Regions from separate parts of the Mus musculus genome. Here region 1 is linked to region 2. The links are chromatin contacts, called in public HiChIP or PLAC-seq maps. All regions are on one chromosome and are shown on one strand. The core of a region is the stretch at or near the end of the contact, and the rest is flanking DNA. Distances in the headings are between cores, read along the strand shown. Region 1 overlaps Itprid2 (ITPR interacting domain containing 2). Region 2 has its middle 12 kb from the start of Gm37004.

Evidence for each region. HiChIP or PLAC-seq counts read pairs in DNA pulled down with a chosen protein or histone mark.
Region 1: a contact with region 2 is called in a CTCF HiChIP or PLAC-seq map of large pre-B cells, with 9 times the contacts expected there. The contact joins two enhancer-like sites. A contact is called at or near these places in 2 of 15 datasets of contacts at CTCF or cohesin (the NIH/3T3 cell line and large pre-B cells), 6 of 484 Hi-C or Micro-C datasets (B cells, the HL-1 cell line, Th1 cells and 2 more) and 1 of 115 datasets of contacts at active chromatin or transcription factors (CD8 T cells).

Annotation. Positions count from the first base shown.
Region 1 is chr2:79,667,947-79,671,873 of GRCm38.p6, reverse strand. Itprid2 (ITPR interacting domain containing 2) reads right to left here. Exons shown (of 18, transcript NM_080558.4): 17 at 1,027-1,144; 18 at 1-115. The coding sequence ends at 1,040. Among named protein-coding and RNA genes, the nearest start is that of Itprid2, 34 kb to the right of the region's middle. Within about 2 kb of position 2,068, at least 5 of the 459 cell types and tissues checked have an H3K27ac peak or open chromatin away from gene starts, as enhancers often do.
Region 2 is chr2:78,958,260-78,962,045 of GRCm38.p6, reverse strand. No RefSeq gene overlaps it. Among named protein-coding and RNA genes, the nearest start is that of Gm37004, 12 kb to the left of the region's middle. Within about 2 kb of position 2,430, at least 37 of the 459 cell types and tissues checked have an H3K27ac peak or open chromatin away from gene starts, as enhancers often do.

The sequences.
Region 1 (3,927 bases), core at 819-3,318, 710 kb before region 2:
CCATTGTGTACAGTAGCCCAGCTCAGTAGAAAATATCTTCCATAGGACAAACAACACCTCCACCAGCATAAATCACTGACAATGCCTATATTAGTTAATGGGATCCATCTCAACCCTAAAAAGAAGGAAAAATGAATATTAAACATTCTTTAAATACTATTTTGAAAGTTCTTTAAAACAAATGTGAAAGTTATTCAAATAAATCCATATATATGGCATAGATGTTTCTCTATCTATCTATCTATCTATCTATCTATCTATCTATCTATCATCTATCCATCCACTTAATATATATATATATATATATATATATATATATATATATATATATACATACACAATTTTCTGGGTGTTATACATTTTTGAAAGTTAATAATTTTACCCTAGGTTTTGAAAAGAAATTGTATGATTTGCTAAGACATAATATTTATAAAATATTTTCTTACTTTTCATAGCTGAAATTATATATCAACATTTTTCATAACACTGAATAAACACCTTCAGCTTTGAAAGTGTTGTACACATTATTATTCCTTGGTGTGTTCAATAAACATTGCTATTAATAAAATATATATATAATTTATAAAATACAGTTATAGCTATTATTGTAGTAAGTCACATAAAACAATCCTTAATAAATTATGATTAGAAATGGATCTACAGAATATCTATTCAAATGACAAAAATAATAAGGTAAGGCATTAAAATTTTTTGACTAATTCTCAAATTCTTGCCCACACATTGTACATTTGAAATACAATTTAATTAATATTAAAGTAAGATTCTGGTCTACAGTCCAACTCCAGGATTTATTTACTATAAGGACTTTCTATGTAAGAATACACTGCAGGCAATTCTGTTCTTAAATTGAATTGTTTATACATATGGGTTGCATATGGTTTTCATACTGTAGGACAACTATGACATCTATTTTAAAAATACAAGTTTAGCTAGTTCTAACAGCTTCCCTAAGAAAGCAAAGACTTGTGAATCAAGTGTCAATGTGTAAGACATGACAAACGTTACCGAAGGCGTCCGCTCAGTGGCTGTCCTGCTTAGGACCAGGTGCTTTACTTGAAGACACTGCTGCCAAAAGTCCACTTACAATTTCTCGTCGAATTTCCCCAACAATAGACTCTTTAATCTACAATGGAAAACGAAAAATATGCATTGAACAATATGACCACGCTATTTTTCCTGTTTTCAGATAAAGTACATACCGCTTAATTGTGGCAGTCAGCTAAATCACAGAAGGCCACAGTGTACAAGTGACAAGCACAGAAGAGACACCTGGTAGGAAAGCCCACCCCCTGTGTCACATCAGAGTCCTGTGTAGCACAACCCAGCCGAAGGCATTACGAAAAAAATCACTTTACGTCTTTTTTTTTTTTTTAATTATTTTGGTTTTTTTTTGAGACTGGGTTTCTCTGTGTAACTTTGGCTGTTCTGGACCTTGCTCTATAGACCAGGCTGGCCTTGAACTCACAAAGACCAAGCTGTCTCTGTCTCCTGGGTCCTGGGATTAAAGGCATGTGCCACCATTTCCTGTGCCATCACAATTCTTTGGGAAAGTATGATAGAGCTTCTCATAAGTCACTTCGCACAGCAGCCTGCGGACTAAATGTGAGGCTGGCAGGAAGTCAGCAGGACTCATTCCTGTTCTTAATGCTAAGAAAACCTGTAAGTGGCAAAGCAAGACTCAGGCAGAGATGCTCTGCCTGTTTCTACCAACTAAAAACAGAATATCTACACAAGTTTAACCTAACACACATTTTCAGTAGACAGAAGACAATCTCATTTAGTGATACTCAAAGTTTAAATATTATAACATACATCAAACAGCCCTTTGCTCTACTTTTTTTTTAGTGTTACTTGTCACCTGCTGCCCTTGTCTCCTGTCTCACTTAGGTAAGAACTTTCACCTTCAGTTGGGGAAGTGGCTGAGTAAGTGTAGTGCTTACCATGCAAGCAGGCGAATCTGAATCTGATCCCCAGAACCCATGGGAAAAACAAAACAAACGAAAAACAGGAAAGCGAAAACCTCAGTGACATGTGCTTATAATTAGACACTGGGGAGGCAGAGCCAGGTGGCTCTGGAACTGAACTTGAGGTCAGTGAGAGACCCTGTCTCATAAAGCAATGTACAAGCCTCTTGAGGATGCCATCTGAGGTTATCCTCTAGCATCCACATGCATGCACACATCCATGCACAAATAAACACCCATACATGCACATACACACAGAGAAAGTATACATCTCATTTTATGGCTGAAAAAAGTCAGACAGATGGGCAGGCACCAATCCCAACACTATTACTAATACTCTGTTATACTTGTAGACAGTAACCTAGCTAGCATACCTGATCTCAGAGAGGCTGTACCCAACAGCCAATGGAAACAGAGCAGAGACTCACACCCAAACAGACGGAACTTGGGGATTCTTACAGTTAGGAGAAAGACTGAGGGACCCAAAGAGGACAGCAAAGACCAACAAAGTTAACTATCCTGGACCCTTATGGGCTCCCACAGACTGAATCACCAACCAAAGTGCAACCACAGGCTGGACTTAGGCCCCCTGCACCTATGTAGTAGATGAGCAGCTTGGCCTTCATGTGAGCCCCCCAAACAACTGGAGGAAGGACTGTCCCTGAGCCTGCTGCCTGCCTGCTACCTGCCTGCTGCCTGCCTGCCTACCTGCCTGCCTGGCTGTGAGCCTTTGTCTGGCCTCAGTGGGAAAGAATGTGCCTAGTCCTGCAGCAACTTGAGGTGGGGGATGGATGGAATGGGGTGTTGAAAAATGTAAAATAGAGAAAAAGAATAAAACAAACAAACAGACAGAGACAAAATCACATAGATATGAGGCAGCAATCACGTCCAGATATCTAAATGCTAAATACTACATGCCTTCTTCCTCTCTTGCTTTCCAATGATATAGCTTCACCTCCAAATAGCTCTTTGTAAAGGCTTTTTTTATTAGATATTTTCTTTATAAACATTTCAAATGCTATCCTGAAAGTCCCCTATCCTGCTCCCCTACCCACCCACTCCCACTTCTTGGCCCTGGCGTTCCCCTGTACTGGGGCATATAAAGTTTGCTAGACCAAGGGGCCTCTCTTTCCAGTGATGGCCGACTAGGACATCTTCTGATTCATATGCAGCTAGAGACACGAGCTCCAGATGGTACTAATTAGTTCATATTGTTGTTCCACCTATAGGGTTGCAGACACCTTCAGCTCCTTGGGTGCTTTCTCTAGCTTCTCCATTGGGGGTGTACATTTCCTGGAGTAAATTGATAATGCATTCCCAAATTAGCACTGTGCTACTCTCAACCAGCTCTTAAAAATTCTACATTTCCACAGTTTCCTGTCAGCCTCATCTATTTCCTAAAACGTTCCTAAATACATCCTGAAAACACCTCAATTGGAGTTTTTCTCAACATGGCTGTGCTATGGAAAAACGGTACATAACACATAGACTTCTATATGATTCTTCACAGAAGCAGAATAGGGCTGGAGAGATGACTCCATGGCAAAAGGCTAGGCTCATAACTAAAAAGGCAATAGAAACAAAACCGCCCTTTGCTGTCGATCATCATCTGCCCTGCTGCACATGTAAACAAATATCAGATCTGAAGTTTACCTTCTACCATCATTTGTGAACATTAAATAACACAGGGTTTCAGATGTATTGTACTTGAGATCCATTTTAAGTAGGTATAAAACATGAAAATCAGAGTATTGTAGCCACAATACATAAGGCAAATGCAGTATATAGAAAAAGAGACATTGAAATTCTGTATTATACAAGATGTTAAGCAGTGTCTAATAAGACAACTTTATTACATCTCCTTTGTGCTTATCATTCAATTAAAGATGAATGCTAAACATTATGGTAACACAGATATTCCTAGTATAGAGTATAATAAAGT
Region 2 (3,786 bases), core at 1,181-3,680:
CATTGCAGCCATGCCAGGAACCTCTGCCTTCTGGCTGAGACCACACTCCAGCTCTCTCTTTCTCTAGCAGAGAGCAGAAACTCTTTTTGTATACCCTTAATAATAGCTAACGTCTGTCTCATGCTCTGGGCCCGAGCTTGCCCTAAATTTAACCCTCAGCAATGGTTCTCTGTTTTACTCACAGCCACGACCTGACTCATTTATGAAGAGACCTCTGCTACCCTGGAGTTTTTCAACAGGCAAGGGTTAAAAGGTCAACCACGGTGTCGTTTCTGTCTTTATGAATAACAACTGTCAGAATTCAGTTATGCAGAGTAACACGCTGAAGATATCTTATCATTTTACACAGTATGACCAATGGTTCAGATGTGTGGTTTGTGTGCACATGAGACTATGTCTCCTAGCAGGGGACATCAGCGACTTTATCAGAAGCTAGGAACCAGAACATGCATTGATTCAATTCAACTTTAAAACAGAAACCAAAGACGTATGAAATCCAAAGGAAGGAAAACTGCTTTGTTCCAAATAAATACCTTTCAAGTTTACCAATATTCATTGTCCCAGTGATGAAATTAATACATCTTTGCTGCTCTAAACTTAAATTTGACTGGATGGGTAAATTCAAGCCTGAGGCTTTCATGCCATTATCAGAGGCTCTGTCAGTGAGTGCTTTAACCTAATTACATTTGATGCAGCAAATCAAGAAAACCACTGCTGGTTATGACCTCTGCCAAGAGCACTCATGAGCTAGACAAATGGAGCTTAAGATGTTATTAGTTGTTCGTTGCAAAGTTCCAGATCCTGCCCGACAGGAGGCTGCCGCCTGATGTGGGCACGGACCCTCCAGATGGCATTCTGCATTGGCTTGTGGCAAGGCTCTCGGGGACGCTGGCACATTTTCTGCGTCAAAATGAAAGTTTTCCAATTACAAGGAGATAATGTGAGGAGATGCAAACTTAATCTCTTGAACAAAAGGTTGCAAGCTGTGTAATAGCCATTTCAGGGGAGAGATTTCACTACAGTTCAATTGATTTAAACGTCGTAGATCACAAAATGGGCTATCTTTCCTAATAAAACTGAGGACGCAGCTGCAGTAGATTCTACCTCATGGAGCAGGGTGCCAATGGGCTCATCATCTTAGGGACTGCTTCTCTTAACTCCGTGTTTTGTTGAATGCAAGTCGGTGATTATTTTTGCCTTCCCTTATGTGTGAATGAATAACAAGAAACCATCTCCTTTTAGTTAGACAGCAAATGTCTTAAATGAAGCCTTCCAGGTGTAACAGTTTAACAATGTTACTACATAGCAGATCATAGAGTTTCACCAGGGCATATTAAGTGGTAAGAAAGCCTTATTACTATCCAAACCTTTCAGATAGTTTAGCTAAAATGTTAATCTTTCTTTTTTTCTTTTTTACTAAGTCAGGCAACCCTGATGCAAATGGGGTGATATGCCTCAACACTGGTCCCCAAAGAAATGACTCATAGAAGCTTTTAAGCGGGAACTTGCTTGCAAGAGCGCCTCTCAGGAAAACACATGCACTTGACAATTGACAGGAACATGCTGTCGCAGAGCAAGAAAGAATCATATAGCCATCCCCACAAACCACATAGAGACACCGCCAAACAGGAGAAGGAATCCACACCCTGTCTGCACAGAACATTTGCAGAGTGGGGTGTGGAGCGTGGGGGAGAGGGGCTGAGCACACAGCCTTGCATTTAGCTGGTTTTCAAGAGTTTAAAATGCTAAGCTTAGCATGTAGCTCTATAAGCAAATGCCCTTCAATGTCACAGGATTCTTTTCTTCTGTGATTTAAGAAGAATTTACTGATACAAACATTCACAGCCCAGATTTCCATGCATTCCCCACAGAGAAAACATATACTTCCCAAAATCAAAAATTATGCAGTGCACGCATAGAAAAGTACTTTTGTCACAAATTCCAAGATATTAAAAATACATTTTATACATTGAGATGATGATGGATGATACAGGTTTGTATGAATCTCTGAACTGCAGTGGATCGGGCTAACCAGAGTAAGTAGCTGCCTTTTGTCATTGTAGGAGATCGCTAGGGAACTACTATTTCTTCATAAAATTCAGTCAACTAAATAAAGCAAGATTATAAATTCTAAGTGGTCTCAACTGCAACATCGTAGGTTCTGTAAATCAGTCAAGAATATAAGCAAGCACTTAAAATCACTCAGGAAACCTAACAGATGCCTACTGAAGAGTTAATCCGTGCAAGCAATGAGCATTCTAAAAACAGTCTCACCATCAACATAAAGTGGTCCACGGCAGCTGCTATAAAAGCCCAACATCAGTGTTATGTTGGCTCAACTACTAAGCAGCGACCACAGTGATGTCCCTTAGGAGGCATTTGAGGGCCCAAGTGTACAGCAATTTAAAAACTAAGCAGGAAATCAAAACTAATACCTAGTCTGTTTACAAAATATTTCTCCCTGTGTGCTTGTACCACCATCTAGTGGTTACATAGCTCTCAACCTGATCATTAATAGGAAAGTAATCTGGAAGAAGAGGAAAGGAAAGAAGAAAGAGGGATAGAAAAAAGAAAACAGGAGAAAAATGAAAAAGAAAACAGGGAGAGAAAAGAAGAATATAAAAAACAAAACTACATATACATATAATTTCCAGATCATAAAAAAGGAAATGCAGAAAACCCATGGCTAATACCAGTTAAAATGAAGATGTTATTTTGAATCATTTGCATGGTGTATTTCTATAGATATGATAATTTTACAATCGACATAACAAATGTCTGGATTTTAAAATACAGCTGAATTTGTAAGGACTTATCTCACAACTTAGAACCTGCAGGAATGTTTGCCTGTGTGTCTACAGATATGAACACAAGATCATATGGTTGTTTGAATACCGTCATTGTTGGTAAGTAGAGCTCTTTACATAAAGCATGGTATATTCATAGAGTAAGGCACCAAGCTGGCCTTTATGGTTAATACAGAACCATCTCTGTTAGTTATTGGAGGAAAAGCAGTTACATGGAATGATGTGTTTTCCAGTTTATCACTTCTATAGATCATATATAATGTACATGTGTACCATGACAGGAAAGACCCAGGGGTCTAAATGAGTTGGAAGGCAAAGATGAAAAGAGATACACTATAGCTTAAATTATATGAATGCATTAGGTATTCAAGACTAAATGTATTTTAAATCTAGAATATCTGCATGATTAAAAGAAATCGCCACCTGTGGCAGTTTTAAGACAATAAAATCTCACTGGCAGTTTTCCATAGGAAGAAGCATATGGAATATTTTTATATAAGTGTACATTTATTATAAAATGACAAAGATTGAAGCTTCACTTTTTCCAGAGAAACAGAAATTCAGGGGTCTGGAAACATGGCTGAACAGTTAAGAGCACTTGCTGTTCTTGCAGAGGATCTGATTCAGTTCCCAGCACATACATAGCAAGCAGCTCACAGACATGAGTAAGTACAGTTCCAGGAGATCTAACACCCAACTCTGGCCTCTACAGGTACCAGGCATGCACGTGGTGCACAGACACACATGTAGGCAAAACTCTCATACACATAAAATAAAACAAATAACTTTTTAAAAGAAGACATTCAGTAATCCAAAGGAGCAAGGTTATCTGTAAATGCCATAGAACCAGGTGATGAAAAATTGAAACTATGTTACCCCCAGTCTTGATGTGGAGAGCCTGGCCGAGGCACATTTGTGTGAGGAGATTCAAGGTGTTAGGACTTCAGTTCCTGGCTACAATGATTAGGACCGGGAAGGG